Linked DNA regions of Mus musculus: regions 1, 2, 4 and 5 are each linked to region 3. A link is a contact called in public HiCAR-type, HiChIP or PLAC-seq and promoter capture Hi-C data. All regions are on one chromosome and are shown on one strand. The core of a region is the stretch at or near the end of the contact, and the rest is flanking DNA. Distances in the headings are between cores, read along the strand shown.

Evidence for each region. Promoter capture Hi-C pulls out the DNA fragments that hold promoters and counts their contacts. HiCAR-type assays count read pairs that join an accessible place to other places. HiChIP or PLAC-seq counts read pairs in DNA pulled down with a chosen protein or histone mark.
Region 1: a contact with region 3 is called in an H3K27ac HiChIP or PLAC-seq map of embryonic stem cells, with 11 times the contacts expected there. The contact joins the enhancer-like site here to the promoter of Adra2a in region 3. A contact is called at or near these places in 10 of 39 promoter capture datasets (the 3T3-L1 cell line, cranial neural crest, embryonic stem cells and 4 more), 5 of 115 datasets of contacts at active chromatin or transcription factors (embryonic brain, embryonic forebrain, embryonic stem cells and 1 more) and 1 of 9 other capture datasets (embryonic stem cells).
Region 2: a contact with region 3 is called in a promoter capture Hi-C map of liver, with 5 times the contacts expected there. The contact joins the enhancer-like site here to the promoter of Adra2a in region 3. A contact is called at or near these places in 18 of 39 promoter capture datasets (the 3T3-L1 cell line, 3T3-L1-derived adipocytes, the HPC-7 cell line and 12 more), 8 of 115 datasets of contacts at active chromatin or transcription factors (SST interneurons, craniofacial prominence, differentiating embryonic stem cells and 4 more) and 1 of 9 other capture datasets (embryonic stem cells).
Region 4: an H3K27ac HiChIP or PLAC-seq map of embryonic stem cells shows a contact between it and region 3, with 7 times the contacts expected there. The contact joins the promoter of Acsl5 here to the promoter of Adra2a in region 3. A contact is called at or near these places in 12 of 39 promoter capture datasets (the 3T3-L1 cell line, the HPC-7 cell line, the SN4741 cell line and 7 more), 1 of 484 Hi-C or Micro-C datasets (embryonic stem cells), 12 of 115 datasets of contacts at active chromatin or transcription factors (T-cell acute lymphoblastic leukemia, acute myeloid leukemia, embryonic stem cells and 6 more) and 3 of 9 other capture datasets (adipose tissue, embryonic stem cells and liver).
Region 5: a HiCAR-type map of astrocytes shows a contact between it and region 3, with 7 times the contacts expected there. The contact joins the promoter of Gpam here to the promoter of Adra2a in region 3. A contact is called at or near these places in 14 of 39 promoter capture datasets (the 3T3-L1 cell line, 3T3-L1-derived adipocytes, the HPC-7 cell line and 9 more), 7 of 484 Hi-C or Micro-C datasets (bone marrow-derived macrophages, cranial neural crest, embryonic fibroblasts and 1 more), 17 of 115 datasets of contacts at active chromatin or transcription factors (VIP interneurons, astrocytes, craniofacial prominence and 10 more) and 1 of 9 other capture datasets (liver).

What each region holds. Positions count from the first base shown.
Region 1 is chr19:55,142,075-55,145,937 of GRCm38.p6, reverse strand. No RefSeq gene overlaps it. Among named protein-coding and RNA genes, the nearest start is that of Gm31418, 17 kb to the right of the region's middle. Within about 2 kb of position 2,132, at least 40 of the 459 cell types and tissues checked have an H3K27ac peak or open chromatin away from gene starts, as enhancers often do. A contact at or near this core is called in embryonic forebrain, embryonic stem cells, liver and 1 more, where this site is marked.
Region 2 is chr19:55,121,281-55,124,873 of GRCm38.p6, reverse strand. It overlaps a transcript of Gpam not described here. Among named protein-coding and RNA genes, the nearest start is that of Gm31418, 4.1 kb to the left of the region's middle. Within about 2 kb of position 1,658, at least 60 of the 459 cell types and tissues checked have an H3K27ac peak or open chromatin away from gene starts, as enhancers often do. A contact at or near this core is called in liver and stem cell-derived neural progenitor cells, where this site is marked.
Region 3 is chr19:54,043,666-54,047,622 of GRCm38.p6, reverse strand. Adra2a (adrenergic receptor, alpha 2a) reads right to left here and starts at 2,364. Exons shown (of 1, transcript NM_007417.5): 1 at 1-2,364. The coding sequence starts at 1,408. The coding sequence ends at 11.
Region 4 is chr19:55,251,389-55,254,762 of GRCm38.p6, reverse strand. It overlaps Acsl5 (acyl-CoA synthetase long-chain family member 5), which reads right to left and starts at 1,394. Exons shown (of 22, transcript NM_027976.2): 1 at 597-1,394.
Region 5 is chr19:55,097,452-55,101,179 of GRCm38.p6, reverse strand. Gpam (glycerol-3-phosphate acyltransferase, mitochondrial) reads left to right here and starts at 1,703. Exons shown (of 21, transcript NM_008149.4): 1 at 1,703-1,851; 2 at 3,553-3,683. The coding sequence starts at 3,582. Gm31356 (a long non-coding RNA gene) reads right to left here and starts at 1,637. Exons shown (of 3, transcript XR_001782666.2): 1 at 1,548-1,637.

The DNA.
Region 1 (3,863 bases), core at 883-3,382, 1.1 Mb before region 3:
CCAGTTAGCTGGAAACAGAAGCCAAACAGTGAGGTTAACACTGGACAGTATGAGCCCACCCTTATACATTCATTCATTCATTCATTCATTCATTCACTTAACACTCATTTGACAAATAGCTATTAACCACATTCTGGTGTTCCGGGTGCTGGGGCTCTAACAGCAAATTCCCCTGGCTGAAATCTGTTTTCCTGAAGCTTTCCTCATATTGGGAAGAAGTATTGCAAATAAAGATAACCCACATTGGGCAAGAAGTGTGTGGTGAGGCTCTCACCGGAATCAGGGTGGGAGCTTAAGGATATGTGCAAAGAGAGAAGGAGCTGTGGTAGGTGGTGGGGTCAGGTGATCCTGAAAGAGCTACTGGGAATTGAGGGGACACTCTCTCCCCACCCACCAGCCCCCTGGAAGAGCACTCCAGGCTGAAGGACTTCTAGAACATGTCAGGACCCCGGGATGGAGAGCACATTCAGAACTTGAGAGAGACTGAGTCCCTGGGGCTGGAACTGAGAGAGGAGGGGGCTGGGAGGGCCAGCTGTGGTCAGAGTGGCTTCTGGCCAAAGTGCAAGACTGACCAGTGCTTAGGTTGTGTGGAGGTTGGAGCCAGGTCAGCCAAAAGGAACAAGAGAGCCAGTGGACTTTGGAGGGCCATGTGCATTAAACCTGGGCCTCTCATCACACCACACATGGGGCCAGCTAGGCTAACAGGGAAGGGGCTTGGCCAACATCACAGTTAGGGTGAGAAAAGCTGACTCAGTCCTGCACGTAAGGAGTGAGGCCTCTTCCCACTGTAGCAGCTAGAGAGGGGTCAGTGGTGTGGAGGAGAGAATTGGCCATAGAGGCACCTCGGGCACAGATGCACCTGGTGCACAGCTTGAAACTGCAGTGTTGTGGTCTGAAGGTGCCACCTTATCTGAAGGTTCACTTGACGGAGTGAAGAGCTGTTCAGATGTCACACTGCAGAACAGGGACATGCTCCAGCGTCTCCATTTTTGGCTCCTTCTTCTACCTCCATAGCTAGACAGACATCTGAGCAGACTCCAGCGTCTGGGCAGTTTTCAGGCCACCCAGCAGCCTCCTGAGTCCAGGTCCCTGGTTCCCAGAAGAGCTTCTTGACCCCTATGTGCCCAGGTTTTCAAAGAAGCTAGCCAGACTCACCAGACCCTGACCCCACGTTGCTCCTGCTCGAGCCCCAAGTTGCTGCACTCTGCTGCACTGTGTGCAAACTCTGCCTGCTCCCTGCTTCCCTCAGTGGCTGTCTTTCAAGTCCTGTGTTCCCTTGTCCTGTATCATGGCTACAGAGAACTGCTAGCCTCCCCCTTTCCCTTGCCCTTGCTGGTGCTGGAGGGACCTTGTTTTCCTTGCCTTCCCTTAGGTGTGTAACCCCCATCCCACCTTTAGAACTTTCTTATGGGCTCTCTCCAGTTCTCCTGATGTCTGGGTTAGGCCAACGTTTTGTTTTGTTTTGTTTTGTTTTCCTTCTGTGAACCCTGGGACACTTGCCTGAATTGCTAGTTTAAGATTTTTGAGCACCAAGCAAGTGAGAAAGAGCTGTGCTAGTTAGAAGTAACAGATGTGGCAGGAGGAGGAGTACGTGTGTGTGTGTGTGTGTGTGGGGGGGGGGGGGTGGGGTGGGGTGGGGGGTGATCCTAAAGCTTTACCCTCCCTGAGATCATTCTTACCCTCTCCTAGGTCTGGTCTGCTCTTCCCCCATCCAGGCCTGGCCTACTTCTGCTCATCAGACCATGCAATTTAGCCCCATTGTTCTGGAAGCTTTGAGTAAGAAGGAACTTTCCCTGTTTCCTTTCCTTTCCTTTTGTGTGTGTTTGGGGGAGGGGGCATGGAGACAGAGAGAGGAGAGGGGAGGAGAATAGGGGGAGAGGGGGAGGGGAGGGGGAGGGAGAGAGAGAGATCAGGAAATAGCTATTGGATTTTCGCAGAGGTTATCACCCCCAGCAAAACCTAAGGGTATCTTCCTGCTGGACAGCCAGCTGGACAGCCTTTCAGCGCTGTGGCGAGAGGCTGATGGGAACGCTCCCCTTCCTGCAGCCATATTTGCTGAAACAGTGAGCCCCGTTCCCCAGCTGCCTCTCCACCCAGGAACAAATAGCTCTCTATGCATAGTTCTGAGCCCTGGACTTGAGAATCCCCTGAAGAATGTTAAGGGGGTTTAGAGTTTCTTAGTAGACACTGCCCTGGTAGGAAGAAAATGGGAGGCGTCAACGTTTTCCTCTGGCCTTTTGACCTAAACAATCAAAGGCCTGTTTCTCAATAGAATTCCCATTCATTGTCCATTCTCTTTCCTTTCCTCTCCCTCCCTCTCCCTGGTCCCCCTTCCCTCCCTCTTCCCAAAGCCAGTTTCTCAGTTTCTCCCCAGCCCACGAGAACAACTGCTCGACCCAAGTATGTCATTTGTTTCACATCTACGTAAGGATCCATCTGGAAAACAGAGGCATCCGAAAAGCAGAGGCAGAAAATGAAAACATCAGTCTAGCCTTAAAACATTTGAAGACACTTCTTCAGGCTTTTGCTTTTCTCATGCATATTTATGAAAACTGAGAACACATCTGCTAGACTGTTGTTCTGTGACAATGCACCACAAGTAATTACCAACTTAGAGAGTATTGCTTGCTTACTTATTGCAAGGGAATGTACCCCTGTTACAGGTGAGAAGCAAAATAAAAGAATAAAACAGGTAGCATGGGAAAATCAACAGAAACACTAAAACTCACCCTCTAGAGACAACTAGCACAAAGTAGGAATTCATTCGTTTCTGAAGATACATGCTTAGTAAGGAGGTCTGCACCTGTTATCCCAGCACTTAGGAGGCTAAGGAAGAAGTGTGCATTTCAATCTAGCCTAGGCTTCATAGTGAACCACTGTCTTGAACAACAACAAAACACATAATAGTGTGTATATGCAGACACATAGACTTATATGTGTGTGTGTGTATTAAAAACATAGTCGTGCCCTAATAGAACACTACTGCTGTCATTTTGTTAAATGGACACGATGTGCCTGAAAGCTACCTTCTAAGTAGTTCTGTTCACATCCACAGGTTAGTGATGCTATCGGCCTTAATCACAGACGCTTCCTTGTGCTGTCTGTGGTGGTTGCTAAAGACTCCCAACTGGTCCAAGTGCTTAGAATAAGTAACTCTGGAATGCTCAACCTTAAATGGGACATCTCTCTCTCTCTCTCTCTCTCTCTCTCTCTCTCTCTCTCTCTCTCTCTCTCTCTCTCTCTCTCTCTCTCTCTCTCTGTCTCTCTCTCTCTGTCTCTCTCACACACACACACACACCCGTGATGCCAACCCTTCAAGGCTGAGGGCACCAGGAAAGAGGGGGAGGGGAGGGCATGCTATGGAATGCCTGCCGCTTTTGGGCATGCCATGCCCACTCCGTTCTGGGACTCTCAGCAGCTGTGCTTACCAGCCCCTGATTGGCACAAAGCACAGCCTGTCCACATCCTCTCATGGACAGGAGAGAAGCTCACGAGGCTAGCCCCTCCCTGAGGAGGCTAGCCCCTCCCTGAGGATCTACAAGCAAGGAGTGGTTGCTGGGGAAGGGGGGTACATTTTCTTCAGTGGTGTAGTTAATGGTAAGTTGCCCATGTTCCTGTAAGTAGACATAACTGAATTTACTGGGTCACCAAGCACAACAAACACACACGGGAAGGCGGAAGGAAGATTAGCTGGGAATAGGATTAAGAAGGGGTAAGAGAAATACTGTGGTTTTTGAACTTGGGGTTAAGGGTCTCCTAACAATGGGAGTGGGGGGTGTCTCTGACTCTTTTATCTGTCCCTTGGAACCCCTTTTTTCCCCTATTGTGTTCTTGGTCCAGCCTTGCTATAACGGCTTTTGCCT
Region 2 (3,593 bases), core at 409-2,908, 1.1 Mb before region 3:
TTAGTTATAAGTTAGTGTGGTAAATGGAGATTTCAGAGTCCTGTGGCTTCCCCTGTCATTGGAGGATCTTCCATGTGGCAAGCCATCAGCCTCTCCTTCCTTTCTCAGCTCTAGCACCTGCTTAGGTCACTAATGCTTTGGGCCCATGCTATTACCTGAAGATGCCCACTCTGAATTGCTCTCTCTCTCTCTACTCCCAGAAAATTGTCTTGGTGTATTTACGTCTACGCTAAGGAACTCAAATTAAAGGACTGTCCTTTTTTTGGTTAATCTTATTAGAATCATAGTAGATCATAGAAGGAGAAAAATTATTTATATCTGTAATTAAATCCTATGTTTCTCCTTGATATTTAAACCTTGTTTTCCCCATCTGTAAAATGGGCACAGCACTTCTTTCATGAAAGTGACTTTGAGAAAAGAGATTCTGTGGTGGACTTACTGTGTTTTCAGCACATGGAACAGGGTGAACAGGGAAGCAAAGAAAACCAGTTGCCCTTGGACAAGCTAAATATGAATGGTGCACCAGGCATTAAAAGCAGCAGGCCATTTGTGTCTTTGGAGAGGACAAAGGACTTAGAAGGGAGTGGTATCCAGTCATGAAAGGGCTGTTTGGTGAACTACAGTGTTTGTATGCTTCACTTCAGCGGGCATGCAGCAGTGGCCCTGCATGGGCTAAGGATCTGCTTACTATGGGGCTCAGAATCTGTGAACAAGAGAAGCTGGACCGCGTGGTTCCCTCAGACCGAGTTGTTCATGCTGACATCTAAGATGCTCTTGAACAAGCAAATGGCAAGGGAGAGGCTTGTGATTCTTTTTCTGTTGCTTTTCTGTCTTACTTCTCCTGGAGAGAGGCTGACCCAGAAGAAAGCACGGGTGCACCTCCTCTTAGGAGACCTCCTGAATTCTTCCCTGCCGGCAGTGACAACTCCCTTCTCCCTTTGCTTTGTCTCAGGAATTATGTCGCTCCTGTAGCCAGCATCCCACATCCCCTTCCTTCAAATCCCACAGGAATAGCTTGGGTGATAAACCCATCCAGAATATTGTTTTCTGCTGGGGAAGTTCTGAGATCAGGAGCCTAGGAGGTGAGCTGGGAGCTGAAGCTTTGGAGATGGGCTCATGGTCTCTTCCTTGGTCGCCCATGCGTGTTCCCAGAGCTGCCCACTTGGCCTGCCCTGGTAGTACCAGGTGTCTTGTCTACTATCTTTTATGAATTCTCAGGCCAGGACATTAGAGAGTGCGCTTTAAAAACTTGGTTAGCATATTTCCCAGACAAAAACAGTGGCCAGGAAGGCAGTTGGAAGGTTAGGGATGAAAGGAGGACTGCAGGCCTCGGGCTCCTGAGCCACGCAGAAGGAGCCTCCCCGCCTTTCCAGTAGGGGTCTGCACCGCTGACCCTCACCACGCCTCCACCCAGTCTCTGACAGCCAATCAACTCTCTTCATTTCCTTTTCCCTATCTGGGGCCTCACTCCTGCCTTAGTCAAGCCCTGACCATTGCTTTCTGGGCACAAGGGGTAAAGAGACCTCGCTGGGGCCTGGTTGTTTTAGCCAAAGATGCTCGAAGGAAACAATTACTGGCAGGACGGACCAGCACTGTGAATTCAAGGCCCAGAACACTCGGCACTTGTATTCTGGATTTTAAACTCCTCATTGGATGGGCACTCAGAGGATCAAATGTTGAGAAAGGAACAAAGAAGCTGTGCAGAGGAACTCTACACCAGGAGATTTCCAAAGGCAGTTCAGATGGCCCATTATTCTCCAAGGCAACCGCACGCCTGCCTCTCTCTCTCCATTCTGGAGAACTTGACAGTAACATTGCAGGGGGTGGGGTGGGGGTTGTCCATTGTCAACATTCAGTTCCCAGAACCCGATCCACCCCACTTCAGTGCCATCCAGTTCTTCAATTGCACTTAGATGTGGAATGGGGTTCTGGGGTGTCATGCTGGGTGTGATAATGAGAGCACCCAGTCCCTGTTCCTGGGTGCTTCCTCAGGGGCCCCAGTGACAGCAGATGCTGCCACAGGCCTGGCTTTTGCCTTTCCTACCCTTCTGGCTGTCTCACTACACTGACCTCACTTCAAAGCTTTGCTTTGTCTCCACCCAGAATGGGGGCGTGGCTGTGTATTGGGCTTCAAGTGTCTTGCCACAAACCAAGGCAGTCAACCATTCCCCAACCCCCAAAACAGCAAACAAACACCCAAACCAAACTAAAGAAAAACATGGCACCCCTACTACCACCACCACCAATCACATAGATTGCTCCACCCTAGGCCAGGGCGTCCCTTTCCCAGTGAACCCTTACGCTAGCCTCTCTGCAGAGGAGGGGTAGTTGTCATGGGCTACTTGAACATTGCTGGTAACGCTATGTATTTTGAGTCAATTCCAAGTAGCAACTTGGAAGAACAAGGGCCTGGGAAAATGAAAGCCAGGGGACCAGGCAGCAGCAGAAGGCTGGCTCCCCCTCCCCTCTCCCAGATGGAGCTCCATGGGACTTGTAAGAGATGCTGAGATTTTGTTTACAAATCCCCAAGCACTTTGCCACACTCTTAGTCCCTACTGAATCACATGTTATTGTCTTGTACACTGATGCTTAGGGTGAGCTTGCTGGATGGGTGGAATTCCCCACACCAGGCAGCATAGCGGGCACCCTTAGATAACAGAGAATGTGTCGTGGGTCTGATAAGCATCACTTTGGGTCCTTAGCACTTTGCTTCCTCAGCACCCCGTCAGTAGGCCAACATCCCTGACCCACCTCTAATTAGTCCCAGGACTCTGCAACAAGGCAGAGCCACTCCATTTAAGGAATTCACATCCCAGAAGAGGGGACAGGTCACTAACAGGAACTGCATGTGACATTGGAGAGTGGAACAGTGCAGTGTGTCACGGGGCAACCGTGTCTCTACTTTGACCTTCACTCCCTTCTCTGCCCTTGTCGTAGTTTGTCTTCTTTCTTAGCTGAGCCTCTAAGCTATTTCTCCAGCAATCTCTAGTGGTTCCTAACACTCATAGATTTACATAGGCAATGCCTTTCCCAGTAAACTAAGGATAAATTTGCAAGGGGTGTATGTGTGTGTGTGTGTGTGTGTGTGTGTGTGTGTGTGTGTGACCACATGTGTCCAGGTATATGTGTAAGGATGTGAATGTGTAGGCTAAGGTCAAGTGTTGTACCTCAGGCAGTATCCGCCTACCTTTTGAGACATAGTCTCTCACTAGGACCCAGGGCCAGCCAATTAGGCAAGACTGGCTGGAGAGTGAACTCCAGGCATCTGCTTGTCTCTGCCGTCCCAGGGGCAGAACTAGAATGTGTGCACCATCATGCTGTGGTGAATATTATTTGTGGGTTTTTATCCCACCTTAGATAATTTAGTAACCAAGAAACACAAGAAGCTTTGTATTTATAATAAGTTTTAGAGCTGAACAGAGATCAACCCTTTGTGTTATTTTGTCTGTTTCTTGTTTCTTTTGTCTGTTTCAATTATCTCCGAGATATCACTTGCCAGGCTATACCTGGTCTGTTCCTACAACAGACTCGTGTGCTCATGATCCACCAACCCCAGGGTACCTTCCTCCTCCTTCCTCCTCTCTCCCCATGGT
Region 3 (3,957 bases), core at 1,115-3,614:
GCCCATGCGCTCACACGATGCGTTTTCTGTCCCCACGGCAGAGGATCTTCTTGAAGGCGCGTCGGAAGTCGTGGTTGAAGATGGTGTAGATAACAGGGTTCAGCGAGCTGTTGCAGTAGCCGAACCAGAAGAAGAAGTTGAAGAGCTGGCTGGGCACCGGGCAGCCGACCGCTATGAGCGTGTAGGTGAAAAAGAACGGAAACCAACACACCACGAACACGCCGATCACCACCGCCAGCACGAACGTGAAGCGTTTCTCCCGGTTTTGCCTCCCGCGCCAGCGCGACGCTTTGGCGCCCCCGCCGCGCTCCTCTCCGTGCCCGGACCCCGAAGCCCCCGGCCCCGCGGCCCCGGGCCCGCGCCGCGGCAGACTGTCCCCCGGCTTCACCTGACTCGCCCGGGTCTTGCCCTTGGCTCGGGGGCCGCGGTCGGGTCTGCGGGGCCCCGGGGGCCGCTCGGCGTGCTCGGACGACGAACTCTCCTCTAGGTCCAGCGCATCCCCATCGCGGGGCCCGGCGGGCGCGGGCTCCCCCGGGGCACCGTTAAGCTGGGTGGGCAGCGGCTCCGCCTCAGCGCCCGTGGGACCCGCGCCGCGCTCCGGGCCCAGCCCGTTGGGCCTGCGATCGGCGCCCCCCGGCGGCGCGGAACAGGCGTCCGGACCCCGGCGGCTGGGAGGCACGCGGGTGCGACGCTTGGCGATCTGGTAAATACGCACGTAGACCAGGATCATGATGAGGCAAGGCGCGAAGAAGGAACCGATGGACGAGGAGATGACATACCACTTCTGGTCGTTGATCTTGCAGCTTGGCTCGGCCGGCTGCTGCCCGCCGCCAGCGCCCTTCTTCTCTATGGAGATGAGTGGCGGGAAGGAGATGACAGCCGAGATGACCCACACGGTGACAATGATGGCCTTGATGCGACGCGGCGTGCGCTTCAGGTTGTACTCGATGGCCTGCGTGATGGACCAGTAGCGGTCAAGGCTGATGGCGCACAGGTGCACTATGGACGACGTGCAAAAGAGCACGTCGAGAGCCAAATAGATCTCACACCACACCTTACCAAAGTACCAGTAACCCATAACCTCGTTGGCCAAAGAAAAGGGAATGACCAGCGTGGCCACCAGGATGTCCGCTGAGGCCAGGGACACCAGGAAGAGGTTTTGGGGAGCTTTGAGCGCGCGACTGGTGAACACCGCGATAATAACCAGCACGTTGCCAAATACTGTGAACAGCATGAGCAGGCCAGCCAGGCAAACCAGCGTCAGTGTCACCTGCAGGGAGTAAGGGGTGGCTCGGGTGCCGCCTCCGGGCGCTTCGGTCCCGTTCCAGCTGCTGTTGCCGGCATCCGGCTGCAGTGAGCCCATGGGCGCAAAGCTGCCCTCGGCCAGCGGCTGCTCCTGGCGGAACATGAACGCGGGTGCTGGTTCTCGTGGGCCTGCTGCCAGCTGCCTTCCGGCCCCGCGTCCGTGGGTCCTCCTCTTCCTCCGGTGCGGGGTTCGTCCCGCCGCGCCTCACATAAGGAAGAGGGCCGCAGGGAGCTCGGGCCCAAGCTGGGGACCGCTAGTGGTCCATGGACTGGAGCCCGCGAACTGGCACCGGTTCGTCCTTCCGACGCTCCGGGTGGGTGCTTTCTCTCTCCCAGCTCCTCAAACACAGCCAAGTTTTATTTCTAAGCGGCAGGATCGAGTAGGGCCAGCTGGTGGTTAGAGATTTTATTCTTCAAGAAAAGAGAAAAGAAATTATCGGTGGCCTGATGATTTGGAAAGATGTCAGAAATTTATACAAATGCATTTAGCTAGTCATCTATACCTTGATTCTTAAGCTGAGCGAAAGCATGAAGTCTTACCCCAAGAGGCAGCGGAGGGGTGTTGGTGTGGGCTCGGAGTCCTAGGTCTGTCTTCTTATACCCTCGAAGAGATTTCCAACTCCGTCGCTACCCTCCAGGCGGGGTGGCGAGGGCTGGGCCGGACCTCCGGCGAAGGCGCGGACTCTGCCTCCTCTAGGAGCCCCACGGGACTTCCAAAGTTGTGCGCTCTGCTGGGGCTGGGACTCTGTACACAGAGCTCGGGGGCGGCGGCGGTGGGGTGAAGGGTGTGGGGGCCGCATGAAGCCGCACCCCCACCACCACCACCTCGGTCCTCAGGGCCAAGCTAGGTGAGCGACCGGCTCTCCAGGAGCCGCGGCGGAGCCAAGGGTGGCTGCTAGCCGCGATCTGGGTGGGCGCTGAGCGCCACAGACCCGGCGGGGGTCGGAGGGCCGCGTGAGTTTTCGCAGGACCGCAGGACTTGGAGCTGGAGGCGCTGGGTGGCTGGGCGGTGTGCGCCGGCTGCTGGGCGTCTGCACGGAAGCGGGAGCCGAGGCTGCTCCGCCGCTCTACGCTGGACTGGTTTTATAGCCCCAGGATGAAGCCGGCGTTGCCGAGCAGCCGGCGTCAGCCCCCACGTGGGAAGTCGACCCTCCTCCGCCCCTCGCGCCTCCCCTCCTTAGGTCTAGAGCCCGCACCCGAGTCGGACCCGGGAGAGCGCTGCCTCTGGGACCCGGCTTTTGGAAAGACGGGTACAGGGAGCGAGGGGCAATAAGAGAGAGCCTAAGGAGTGGGGAGCGGCCCCTGCTGGGAGTTGGCCGTTCGGCTACTAGCTGGCCCAGGAGACAGTAGCAGGCGCCCAGCGGTACACCGATCTAGCTGGGTTTTAGCAGAAGAGGGTGCCAGGGTGCTGGGACCCGAATTAGGAGATGCAGAGTGGCATAAGAGTCGCTGGCGAGCAGCCCCGCCCCAGGTCAAGCGCAGGTGCTTCTGGTGACTGGGATGAAAGGGATCCCGGAGAGGTAAGCGTGTGCGGGTTCCTAAGGAACCACTGGAGCGGAATGGACCAGCATCCACGAGAGCAGACCAGGCCGGAGTTATCCATACTTAGGGAAGAGAAGGCCTCCTATCCTAGCAGCTGCCGGGACTCTCAAGGCCTGGACTCTGCACTGCGCCCCTTTGAAAGGCGGTGGGGAAGGGTCCTGGAGGGGTAGGCCCTGAGCCATGACAGAACGAGAGCGCACTGACACCTGCTGGCCGCTGGTCGTCACGGCTGGAAAGCGACTTAAGGGCTCCAGGCTCCTCTGGAGTCCTTTCCTCCATTTTTCTCCTATCTTGGGGGCAAGTTTGGACTAAGCTGGGGCGGCGGGGGTGGGGGGGGGGGAGGGGACACGGACAGATTTCAAACTGCACTATGTCATGATGCAGAAATCTTCAGGTTGTATAGATCTACCTCTGATGAGAGTAAGGCTCGGAACCTTCTACAGATGTGAGAGTCCTGGATCTTCCTCTCTGCTTGCCTGGCTTTAAACTACTGGGAACCGTTAAGCATTAGTTGAGGCACAGCTACTTTATGAAGAGCGCCATGACATTATAGGTAGATGTAAGCCTTACGCTGTTTTAATCAGTACCTACTGTGTGCACGAATTAAAGTATTACACTGAACTCCACAAATGTATAGGATTATTATGTGTTTGTCAAAAAGGGGTTTCTGATTATGGAAATAGAAAAGTTAACTATCCTGACTTGGTCATTACATACTGTGTGTAATATTGAATTAACATACAGTATCTTACACATCTGTACAATTAAACGTGAAAGAAAAACATCTTATTAGACTCTATCCCCACTTACATGGCCTTTTCTCCTACACCCCCAATACACAGATAAGTACACACATCTGCACAGCATCTGTCGGTGAGGGCAGGGTGCTAGCCAAGAAAGAAAGGGTGTTTTCTATGTTCTCTCTCTGGTGAGAAAGGTAGGAGCTTGGCAGTAGATGGCAAGGTTTCTAAGCACTCAGGCAGGAGTATCTGTCGCACCAGATACACTGTGCCATCCGAACTCTTTCTTCAGACGAGCAGCAGGAAGATCACGGAGAACCAGAGAGCACAGAATGTCAACAGGGTACACACGAGACCTAAGAAAGCATCT
Region 4 (3,374 bases), core at 145-2,644, 1.2 Mb before region 3:
TCAACTGTAAGTAGGAAGTTTAGATTCAACCCTGCCATTCAGACTAGACTGTCAAAGGGGAGGGGGAGGGGCGATACCACTAGGAGGTATCAAAGCCCAGCTCCTGCAGCCCCTTTTCAAGGCTCCCAAAACCCTTTAAGAGCATCTTAGGTCTAACCAGTGTTTATAGCTCTGAAAAGAGACCCAGCTTCATTCGGCCTGTATCTCCATCTCTTTGGACTGATTCCTTAGCTCTTACCATCAGAGGGAGTCAAAACTCAGTGAAAATCAGGGTTAACCCCCCACCCCCACCCCCCAGCCCACCCCAGGGAGCTATGCCGCCACGTGCTCGGGTCTGCCAAAAGGTCTCTGCTTGTATTCCACCCCTTAAGAGAAAGTCCCTCCCTGTGTCCTCTTCCTCCTTCCCCTCATCCCTCCTGATGCAGAGGAGCCCTCCACTCCCAGGCAGAGAGAGCATGGCGCGCACACGTGGAGGCACAGCAAGCTTTGAATTCCAAGCAGCTTCCTGAAGTGGGCAGGGAGGAGGGATTTGGGATGCCTCTGTCACGCGTGCAGGAGCCCCGTCCTAGGATCACACCCGGCTCCAGATCCCTTACCCTGGGAAGGGCCGCACGCACGCCTTGGAGCTTCCGAGTGAGGCTTTCTGGCTCCGGCTTCTTGCTGGCAGGAGAGCCTCGGTCCTCCCTTCCTCACCCCGGGCTTCTCCGCGGGCAGGGTGACTTCAGAGCGTCCATGCAGGCAGGCAGGCAGGCAGCCTGGCTAGTGGCCCCACTTCTGCCCTGCCCTGATCTGTCCCAGCCAGGCCATAGCCGGGCTTTCTGACATGCTGGTGCTGGGGACTTCACTTCCTGGTTTGGCTTTTTTTTCCCTCCTCCTTCACAACTGAAAGTGGAACCGCTTTTGACTAGGAGGAGACAGATATCCAAAGCTACCCTAGCCGGTTTTCAAAGCCTTTAACCTCAATCCCCAGGGGCTGAAACACGAGCCACCTTTGCATCAACACAGTCCACCTGCTCCCGCTGGTCCCACTAGCTCTTCTCCAAGATGAAAATCCAAATGAAAACGAGTTGAGGTGGCCCTGGGTTCATTGCCAGAGAAACGGAGGTGACGTTGTTCCCCGCTGCGTTCGCAGGACAGGAAAGTCCAGCTAGAGGGACCTCCGCCCTTAGGTTAGATGCAGCACGACTGTCTCTTTCTCTGTGTAGCTCCTTTCGCCAGTCCCCAGACCTCCCTGATTCAAAAAGCCAGGCACCTCTGCACCTCGCAGAGACAACAGAATAGATAAATAAGCCAGGAACCACGGGGGCAGAGAGCCATTCAGTTGAAGTGGCTCCCTTTCCGCAGACACACCAGCTCAGCTCCGGCTCTCACCCCGCCAAGTTTAAGGATGAAATGTGTTCTGTGACCCCTCTTACACCTCAGCATTATCCGGGTTCACAGTTGTCTTAATCGATCACCCTTTGAGGTTCTGGTCTCCCAGGGACACAAGGAGACCTCGGTCTCAGAATTGGAAGAGAGATGACAGGTTCTGCCCCCTCCCTCTCCCCCACTCCCGCTGCAACCTCACGACACGCAGAATCAAGTAGCATTTTCCCGGCCTTGATCCCTCCAAGGATTGACAGGAAGTTCAAGGTGAAGACTTCACTAGAGTGCTAGCCTACCTTAGGATTCCTTCTTTGTGCAGAGAGCACCCCATACCCACCCACCCCTGCTATAAAGACCAGGAAAAACAAACCGGTGCCACACCTCAGAGACCTGCAGGTCTGACCCCTTGGGAAGGACGGATAGAGGTGCCTCTAGCTTTTGTTTAATTTTGGAGCTCAGCTTCCCAGGAGACTTTTCTCCCCCCCCCCCCCGGCGTCCCCCCCCCCCCCAGGAAAACCTCAGGTGGGAAAGTGCATGCCAAGCCTCAGATGTCTATCTAGGATATCTATCTCTGGTTTCTAAGTCCTGTTTTATCCCATCTCCCATAGCAGGAGCACACCAACTAGTCTAATTGTTGTTTTTGACGTCATGGATCTCTAGAATTAAGTGTCCGTTTCAGCAAGGGCTGGGTCATTCTAAGATCTTGTTGTCTTGTCTTTCCATCCAGTTCCACCGCATGGTAATGACACTCTAAATGTTTCCCACATGGGGAGGATTCTGACATCGCCCAAGATTTCTATACGATGGAGCAGACCGTAGAGACAGACTAGGTCAACTATAGCTCTACCACTAGCTATACTAGTGGGTTAGGCATACTACTCCCCTTATAGGAGATGCTCCTAATGTCACCACATACCCTGCCTTTAGGATGCTTTCCAGACCCTAAGAGTGTCACAACCCGGAAGTCCTTCCTCCCTCCGGAGACATCAACAATTGTTAAGTGGCTCCTCTTAAGAATTTCTGAATGGAAGATGAAAGAAACCTGCATCCTTGCTCCAACTTTACCCTTTACAAAAGGCTTTATACCCTCACATTCTCTTCCAATTCTTTTGATTTTTTTTTCCTCTTCTAAGAGTCAAGTGGCTCAAATGTTTTCCTTTCAAATTGACATCTTTCTTTGCCTCCCACACAAGTGAGCTGAGAGATTATCACCCCTGTTATGAAAGAGCTTTAGTCAGGTTACAGATGAATACACACTCACTTTCTCCCCCGCCATATCTATCTACTCCCTCTAGCCCATAGGCCAGAGAAGGCAGCTTACCTCTTGAGAATGGTCACAGCAGCTAGGTTGAGGAATGGCTTCTCTTGCAGCTAGCTCTCTCTGTTCAGCACCACATGAAGCTGCCTCTGCCTTTCCACGCTCCAGGACGAGGCGCACCTGAAGCCACCGGATCTTGCTCTGAGTGTCCTGCCAGCTGCTCTGGAACCTTTGGACCTGTTTCGATAGAGGTGCAAAGGTAGAAGTTACCTGCTCACTCAGAGTCACCTCTGACAGAAGTGGAGAATTTGGCAAAAGGTTAAACAAGAGATTGTTAGGCAATGGATTTAAGAGGGGGAAGAAAAAAATAGAGCAATTGGCTCAGAAAGCTGCCATTGAATGGGGTGGAACTTTTTAAAGGTCAGCTTCAGGGAAGGGACAGGCATGCGTATGACTTTGCATAGGAGTTTTCTCCCCCCCCCCCCCCCCAATCTATGGGTCTGAGACAGGAAGAGGCTAGACTAGACAATAAGGCAGAGAAAGTGCACCTTCACTTCAGGAAATGGGGAAGTCACCCATATCGGCTCAGGCTGTGCCTATAAGATCTGGACTGAGTAGAAGTTTGTGTCTGGAGATGAGCCTTCTAGGAAAGCCAGGATATTTCCAGGATTCCAAAGCAAAGAAACAGAGATATCCTGAAGTCCCCCGAGCGTGAGTCAAAAGACAAGTCAAAGTGCCAGAGAGTGTGGGG
Region 5 (3,728 bases), core at 454-2,953, 1.1 Mb before region 3:
GTCTCCATGGCTTCTTTTGCCACATAGCTTTCTCCTCTCTGGTACTCTGATGTTGCTCCTGCTTTGACACCCATAGTCTCTCAATTCTATCTCCTCATTTCAGTCTACCTAAACCTGGCTGAATTCCTTCTTTCTGTACTGAAGCCTGATAACTCTCTCTAGGTGATAAGCCAAAGCAAGTACAGGGTTCAGCTCATTGTGTGCCTCCCCTTGGACTGTCGACCTAAGGTACAGAATGTCTGATTCTTGAATGTCACTGTTTTATACTGCCTGTTTGGTTTTTCTTGTATTAAATAAGACAGCAAATTCTCCCCTGTTGCTCCATCTTGACTGGCTAGACTGGTTACTATAAATCACTCTGCTGATAAAATAAATTGCTTAGGGTGCCACCTGTTTCCAAAACAATTTTCATTATGTAACCAGAACTTAGCACGGCAAACCCACATTCACATGCACAGCCACTCTTGTGCAAGAAGAGTCACTATGACTGAGTTTTATGTAAGACACACTTTCCATATGGCTTACATTTTAGAATTTCTTTGTCAGTCTAATTCATTTCTCTTATCTTCTTTATCAATCTAAAGTTTTTCTTCATGCTTTCCTTCCATGCCTGTTTTGTTGTTAGGGCCCCTGTATCCTGTGCACAAAATTTCACAATGTTTTGGGATAAGAAATTACTCTTTGTAGCCAATATACACTCCTTGAGAGCCTTAGTGAAGTATGTTTGTTTTTTTTTTTTGCTAAGGTACATGTGAGGCTAAATCAAGGCAGGGTCCTTGATGAATGGCCACTTCTACTCTCTGGGGTTGTTTCCCAGAAGAGAATATTTGCTTTGTAGGATGGGTTTATAAAGAGAAGTGGAAAGTTCAAGCTAAGGAAATCTAGTTTTTCTTGTTGTGCCTCAGCTCCCAGTATTTACTGGGTGCTTATTATAACATATTAATTAGGACCCTGATGTAAGGCACTGTCGCTGCCATGGGTTTGCAGTCTGACACCGATGGATGAGGACCTGAGACATGGTGCTCTGGTTAATCTTTGAGATGTCGCAGGAGGCTGTGATAATGGAGGAATGGGGTGGAAGGGAAGGCTTGGAGAAGCAGTTCTGGGACTACAGAGTGCTGGGATGAGAGGCAGAAGCACAACAGGAGAGGGACAGCATCTCCGGGCCACAGCAGGGACAACTGCTGGGGACAGAGGGAGAGGAGCGGCCTCTCTGTTTATGTCTGATGTGCTGGGCCCAGGCATTTGGGTTCTAGGGAGCTATGGGCATGTTTTTAGTTATCTTTCAAGCCTTCCTTTGTCTATTCTACATTTTTTTCGCCGTTGCGGGCTCGGTCACTCAGACATTTCACAACGTTGCACTCTGCAGTCCTTGCCTCTTCATTCTTCACAAATTGAGCTTGGTCTCACATACAAAAAGGCAAGATCACGCACAAGTACCTAAACCCACGCAGCCCGAATGCATTCCGCCACAGGACAGGGCCTGGTGCTAGCCTAGGCTAGCTGAGGTCACGCAAGGGAGATGGCAGACAGACAGACAGACCCACCGGCCGATGCACGAAGCATGCAGCTTGGGCAGTGTAGACATCAGGCTCACTCCCCATGCTCTCCGTCCCCACCGTCCCCTTCCTCCAAGCGCCTTACGCTAAGCCTGGCGGCCGGCAGCCCCGACGTCACTGCCGCGCGCCGCCCGCGTCATCGCGGCGCGCCGCTGCAGCAGGCGCAGAGCCGAAGCGCTGGCAGCTGCGTGCGCCCAGGCGCGAGCTGCCGGGCGGGTGGAGAGGAGCGCGGTGCGCTGTGCGCGGTGCGGGCTGCGGCTGCAGACGCCGCTGGGCCGGAGCGCGGGGTCAGGTGCGTGGGTGGGCGCCGCTCTCCCTGGGCCCGCCCGAGGCTTTGCAAGAGTCCGGGGCGGACACCCGGGTTCCCCCTGGAGTGGGCCGGGCTCCCGGATGGGTGGGCACGGTATCGCTCCAGGGACCGGGCTGCAGTGACAGCACCAGCAGGGCTGACATCCCAGCACGCTCCGTCCCGGGGGGCCGGGAGGGAAACCGAGGCAGCGGGGGACTCCGCGAGCAGCTGGCTCCAGGGACCGCCCGCTGACAGCAGCCCCGCGTACCCCACAGTGTCCCGGGCGTGCTATGGAGACCCCTGCCCTCCCTGCAGCCGGACACAGCTGTCGGGTGGCATGCTGCCCATTTTCCAGATGGGAGAAGCAAGGCGTAGTAGTTAACCAACTTGTCCAAATTCACATGCGTGGTGTGCAGACGGGGCCTTGAACTCCAGAGGGGCCCCCTTGCCCCTGCCTGTGGCCCACTGTCAGATTTTGTTTTCTTCCCTGCTCAGCACTGCTGTTTAGAGCCTCTGGGATTCTTTTCTTTTATTCTCCTCCCCTCTCCTGTAAAAAAATCTGGCTTGACCTCAAGTAAACCCTGTGGGGCTGGAGGAGCAAGGCTTGGACGTCTGTTGGCACAAGCCTCCCTTTCCTCCTCCGATCGCCTCATTTCTTTTCTCAGGCTGCAGTGTGCTCCCCCACTCCCGGCCCCCCTCCGTTGTGTGGCCATTCAGAACCGGAAGTTGGTAGGGGGAGGGGGCGTCGAATCTTTATAATAAAGAACTTTTCCCACCAGATGGGGTGCTTTACTGATCTCTGGTGTCAGCTGATTGCTTATGCTGAACGGCTAAGGGCAGATGTTGTTTTGAGGCTAAACAGTTATCGGAGCAAATCCACGTGGGGATTGTAAAGAGTCCAGGTGTTCCTCTTAGAGAACAGTGTTCTCTCACTGAAGGTGGATTTTGATTTTAAGAGAAGAATCTAATGCTGGGGGGCAGGGGGAAGCCAGCAGCTAAAATAATTAAATAAAGATGATATAAGGTTTTTAAAAATTAAAAAAAGCTGCATTCATACATATAAAATGTCTTACCAAGTAAGCTTACGCTGGGGCTGGAGATGTGGCGCAGTGGTTAACAGTCCCGCTGATCTTTCAGAGGATCAGAGTTTGGTCCCAGCACTTGCATCAGGTAGCTCACGACCTAGCTCCAGGGATCTGATGTGCAGTATTGGCCTCCTCCAGCACTCATATGTATATGCCTATACATGCACACACATCCATAAATAAATAATAAAAAAGTTTTTGTCTCTATCCTCCCAGGGATACTCAGTTATTAACAAAAGTGAAATAATTATTCGTTGCAAGCCAGTATTATTACAAGTGCCTTATTTTGAAGTTGTCTTCCTTTTTTTTACAAGTGACTTCTCATGACAGTTTTGCCCAGGAATCTGAAGGCTACAGCTGCTGTATCCTTGTATGTTCGGAAAATACTGGTCTGTGAATGTTGACCTTTGAGGTCAGGGCAGTTTAGCAGACATGTAAACAGATCGGGCCAGATGAGCACTCTACCACCAAGCTATAGCTTTTTGCTGCTACTCACTACACTAGCAATCTGTCAGTTCATGTAATATCTTGTTACTAAGCAGAACTGTGAGGAGATGAGCAGTTTGAGGCCCGGGGTTACTCTCTGGATACTTCCTTGAGTAGTGCTTATTTCTTACAGCACATGGTTTGGGACTTGCACGTTCTGCCATGGAGGAGTCTTCAGTGACAGTTGGCACAATAGACGTTTCTTATCTGCCCAGTTCATCGGAATACAGCCTTGGCCGATGTAAACACACCAGTGAGGACTGGGTAAGTTGACGAGAAGCCTTCATCACAGCCCACTTAAAATGTTTG